2 separate regions of the Zea mays genome follow, and region 2 is linked to region 1. The links are chromatin contacts, called in public Hi-C maps. All regions are on one chromosome and are shown on one strand. The core of a region is the stretch at or near the end of the contact, and the rest is flanking DNA. Distances in the headings are between cores, read along the strand shown. Region 1 holds the start of LOC103632296 (luc7-like protein 3). Region 2 holds the start of LOC103632299 (glycosyl hydrolase family 10 protein / carbohydrate-binding domain-containing protein).

Region 1 (2,700 bases), core at 147-2,646:
ACTGCTAGTTGAAGCCAAAAGTCAATATCATATCAGGAGAATACAGCATGGCTAGACATCAATTGGGAATGAGGGTGCTAATTATATCCTATTTGCCAACTACAAAGGGTGGGCAGCTACCTCTTAAATTTTAATCGGATGCAACTCTCACTTAATTCACCTAAAGATTTTTATTTACACAAAATATAATATTTAGAATACCTAGACACATTTCTGAACCCTTCGTTAATACGTATTCAACCTTGCTTCTTCACCATATAAGATCAAATTCCTCTCAATATTCCGCTGAGAAATTTTTTTTATGTCTTGATATAAGAAGGGCAGACCCAGTGCCAGAGACTCCCAAATATACTATAATTTTAAAATTGAGAGAACATTGTTGCTGTAGGACGTGTAATATCCTGGAGCAACTATTTATTTTTAGACTGGATAGGGGGGCATCATGGCACAGTCATTTCACAGTACAGTTCTAATGTGCTGTCTAATTTCAAACAAAAGATGTACCAGTCAAATGAAAACCTGTGGCCTAACAGGAACATAAGACAGCTTAATCCTCACAACTAAAAACTAGCCCACTCTACCATTCTAGCAATTCATATAACACAATCGTCTATTATACTTTGGTGTCATGCCATATGGCTCCCAATAGCAAGGTTTCTCTATTCCTAGTTGCAGTCTATTCAATACCCTACTTTGCTTCCTAAACATAACGCTTTATTAAAGGATTACAGCAACAAAATCATACTTATTTTTTTTACAAGAAGCATGTTGGTTTTTATTTATTTACATCTCAATATATTAAGCTTCACAACTGGTATCACCTTTCCTTGAGCTTCGGATCATGGATCCTCAAGCACGGCCCTGCAAACACCCCAACCAAACTTGTTATGAGTAAAATAAAATCACTGCAAAACATATTAAGAAAAAGAGAGAAAGAAACGAAGGAACGGCCATACCGAGATTGCTCTTGGTGTTGACGAAAAGGTCGTGGGGACAGAACCGGACCATGTAGGGGCCGCACACGTCCGGATCGTCCCACTTCAGCTCCTTGTGCCCCTTCTTCTCCTCCTCCGTTAGGTTACGAGCTGCGAACGACAGCACCCGCGACGCGGTTAGGGGTAGGGATAGGGCACGGGCCGGCGTCATTCGGGCGAGGGGGGATCTGGTGGGTACTTTACCTGTGCCCATGAGCTCGTCAAGGAGGGCTCGCTGCGCGTCCATGGCGGAGAGGGCAAGGAGCCGTCAAGAAACCCTAAGCCAGGCAGCCCCTTGCTTCACTTTCTTTACCCTTTCCTCAGGACGATTTGGATTTGGGCTCGTCCTAGTAGAATCTAGGAACAGACGAAGATAAGGCGCGTTTGGTTTTAGTCACTAATTTTTAGTCTTCTGGTTTAGAGCAACTTAAATAGTTTTACAAAATACTACTTAAATCAATAATTATAAAGTTAAACCTATCGGGGAACATAATTAGGGGTACCCTTAAGGCTCCTAATTCTCAGCTGGTAACTCCCATCAGCATAAAGCTGCAAAGGCCTGATGGGTGCGATTAAGTCAGGGATCAGTCCATTCGAAGGACTCGATCACGCCTGACCCGAGCTTAGCCGCGGACAAGGGCAGCCGACCCCGGAGGATCTTCGCCTCGTCCGAGGCCCCCCTCCAGCGGCGAACATATTTCCGGCTCGCCCGAGGCCCTATCTTCGCCAAGAAGCAACCCTGACCAAATCGCCGCACCGACCGACCAAATCGCAGGAGCATTTAATGCAAAGGTGGCCTGACACCTTTATCCTGACGCGCGCCCCTCAGCCGACAGAGCCGAAGTGACCGCCGTCACTTCGCCGCTCCACTGACCGGTGTGACAGAAAGACAGCGCCGCCTGCGCCGCTCCGACTGCGGAGCCACTTGACAAAGTGAGGCTGACAGGCAGTCAGGCCCGGCCGCAGGCACCATAGGAAGCTCCGCTCCGCCCGACCCAGGGCTCGGACTCGGGCTAAGCCCCGGAAGACGGCGAACTCCGCTCCGCCCGACCCAGGGCTCGGACTCGGGCTAAGCCCCGGAAGACGGCGAGCCCCGGAAGACGGCGAACTCCTCTCCGCCCGACCCAGGGCTCGGACTCGGGCTAAGCCCCGGAAGACGGCGAACTCCGCTCCGCCCGACCCAGGGCTCGGACTCGGGCTCAGCCCTAGAAGACGACGAACTCCGCTCCGCCCGACCCAGGGCTCGGACTTGGGCTAAGCCCCGGAAGACGGCGAATTCCGCTCCGCCCGACCCAGGGCTCGGACTCGGGCTAAGCCCCGGAAGACGACGAACTCCGCTTCGCCCGACCCCAGAACTCGAACTCCGCCCTAGCCTCAGCCAACGGCCTCCGCCTCGCCCGACCTAGGGGCTCGGACTCGACCTCGACCTCGAAGGAGCCTCCACATCGCCCAACCTAGGGCGCGGGCCGGCCACGTGGGAGGCGCCATCATTACCCTACTCTAAGCTGACTTAGGCTACGGGGAACAAGACCGGCGTCCCATCTGGCTCGCTCCGCCAGATAGGCAATGATGGCGCCCCGCACGCTCTTTGATGATGGTGGCTCTCGGCCCCCTTACGGAAGCAAGAGGACGTCAGTAAGGACTCGACAGCCCCGACAGCTGTCCCTCCGCCAGGCTCCAGCGCTCCTCCGACGGCCACGACATCACACAAACCGGGCGCCAAAAC
Region 2 (2,700 bases), core at 85-2,584, 390 kb after region 1:
TTAGTGGAAATTTAATATTCGTAGTAAGCTAATCAGAAGGTCTGTATCAGGAGCAAAGATCCATGGTAGGAAGGTTTAAAGGAGGGTGTAATAAAAAGGAACCTTGATCAAGCAGCAAATCTCTGAGGGGATATGTAGACGATAATGAAGTCCATGTTGTGGAACAAAAGTTTATACTTCACTGAAAACACAAAACAGTTAGAAAAGTATATTGAAAATGAATATCAGTAGTAAGCTAATGAGACGATATGTATCACGGGAAAAAGAACAGAGTTAGGGCTGATTTGGGAATCATATTTCTCAAGGAATTTCAATTTTTTCGAGAGAAATTAGTTCATTTTTCCTTGAAAAATTAAAAATCTCATGTGAAAATAGTGTTTTCAAACTAGCCCGTAGAGGAAAAATATATACACAACCTTCGAAGGCCGGAGGCCCTTTTAAACTCGAAAAGTCTTCTGCCCTAATCGTCAGATTTACCTAAATGATGGAAAGAAAAATGGTTAGGAAAACTCTACACAAAAAAGATCATAGAGCACTAATTAATAAAAAAATGACATAATACACAAACATTAAGTAAGAATCAAAGAAAGTTGAGGTAACAAAGGTTTCGAAAACCGAAGGCCCTTTTAGACTGGTAATAATGCAATGGGCAATATCTATAACAACACTAATATTCTGGGGCAGCGGGTATAGTCCGGAGCCACTCGTCGTTCCTAGAAATGGCACCAAGGTGGTGAAGGTGCTGCAGGAAATGTCCAAAGCCACCGAGAGATAAATGTAACATGTGAAACCCCCTAATTGGCACGCCATCTTTTGTGGTTTTGACCCCACAACTAGTAAATTTGTATGATAGGATGGGGTTAGTGTGCCACTGTTATATTTTGACCCTGATCTAGACACAAAATAGGAAGAAAGTTTAAACTGGTTTGGAAAGAACTCTTATGTCTAGTTTGGTGCTAAAGTCTTTGATACTGGCTTTCGTTTGTTACAAAGTAGAGTGCTTGACTCTCATGTCTATGTGAGAAGTATTACAATATGAGTTTTTTTTGTACCTGTACGGTTTGACCCTTGTCCCTATACATAGTAAGAGAAACAAGTGGCCATTGTTATACGAAGATTTCAATGGGATACACCATTTCTATCCTTGACCGTGTGGTCTTTTTAGTATGTCACTGTGTGCACCCGCTTTGTCATACTTGATTAGATCAAGAGGGTTGTTAAGTCTAGCGAACATCCACCATTTTTATCCTTACGTGTGGTCCTTTCTGTTATGTCACTGTGTGTGCATCTGTTTCGTCATCCTTGATCAAACTATGATGAACAATAAAAGAGAAATATACTCGATACAGCATAAGGCACTAACACAGCCAGAACTAACGCTCGCTCAAACAACAGATAAAGGAGAACTCTCCAAATCTATAATTTAGGGTGCTTAATTTACATAACTATTGAGATGCTTTAGCAAACCACATCATCCCTTGACCAATCGACACATACCACCATTATAGTTTGATCTCTTCAAAATACTGATTAGATCGTTTATAGTGTGAAATTCAAATAGAAGGTAAAAAGAAAAAGTCTAACGAAGTTAGCTGCGGTTAGACCCTCGCATTGTTTGCAACCCTTTTCATGACGTTGACTTGTTCGACATCTTCTTCATTCCCTCCTAGCCCAGCAGGATCCTCACTGCCGATCGACGGCGCGAATCGCAGAGTTCTCTACTTCTCGATTGTCCCGCCGCCGTCCCAGCTCGCCGAACACCGACACGTCGCGGCCTCTGTCTCTAGGGGCCGCCGATCCTGCAGAGAGGTACTGCTTACGGCTTACCTCTGGCTCGCACTCATCTGGCTTTAGAGGAAGGTGTTCATCTTTATGCCTCAAAGACCCAGGAGACGAGACTGCGTAGGATAGGATAACTGGGCCTTCCTAATCCAGTAATCCTTCTCCCGCGGCATTCTTCACATCCGATTCCTTTTCCATCGCCCCGGACGCAGGCACGCGCGCCGGCATTTCTTGGGGAAGACGCTTCGGCGCCGCTGTCGCATTCACGGGCGCATCTCCGTGCCGTCCCGAATCATGCTTTTCCTTCCGTCCCAAGGTCCAAGCTGTCGTGTCGACGGTGCCGCCACCTCGGTAGCCAGTTAGGTAGGTGAGGGGAGGGAAGGTAACGACCGCCTACCTTACGCGGCTTTCCTTCCACTCCCCTGTTTTGACTTCTTGCCATTCGCTGGGTAGCTGCTGCTGCTGCTGCGGGGACGGGATTTCTGGGTTGGATGAGATGAGGAGGCGCTGCAGCTGGCTCTCGTCTTTGTTCCGCCCTCGCCGGGCTGACCGCTCGCTCCCGCAACCAGATCCACAGGGTCCCGATTCCGAGCCCAAGGTATACCAGTGGCCGCTGCATTCGTCTCTTGCTGTGGATGTTTGTTTGATTGTTTCGGTAGGCCTTGCAGTATATAGGATTTTGGTGATTTCATTAGCATAGCCAATCAGCTGTTGATTTGGTTTCCCACTGAACAAAGATTCAAGGTGCGTGTGTTGCAATCGGTTGTACATATTTCACCTTTGCTGGCTGTTTATTTAGGGAAACGACGGCAACCATTGAAGATTTGTGGTTTCCTGTTTTTTTTTGGGAGTAGATCTCACTCAGCTGAAGTCGTCTCTATCAATACTGGTGAAGCCTCCTAGATCCAAATGTAGCCC

What was found. Hi-C and Micro-C count contacts between places; a contact is called where the count stands out from the background.
Region 2: a contact with region 1 is called in a Hi-C map of leaf, with 3 times the contacts expected there. The contact joins the promoter of LOC103632299 here to the promoter of LOC103632296 in region 1. A contact is called at or near these places in 4 of 25 Hi-C or Micro-C datasets (ear, endosperm, leaf and 1 more).

What each region holds. Positions count from the first base shown.
Region 1 is chr7:43,919,173-43,921,872 of Zm-B73-REFERENCE-NAM-5.0, forward strand. LOC103632296 (luc7-like protein 3) reads right to left here and starts at 1,397. Exons shown (of 9, transcript XR_555807.4): 1 at 1,179-1,397; 2 at 957-1,085; 3 at 822-861.
Region 2 is chr7:44,307,362-44,310,061 of Zm-B73-REFERENCE-NAM-5.0, forward strand. LOC103632299 (glycosyl hydrolase family 10 protein / carbohydrate-binding domain-containing protein) reads left to right here and starts at 1,335. Exons shown (of 9, transcript XM_020541402.3): 1 at 1,335-1,809. The coding sequence starts at 1,630.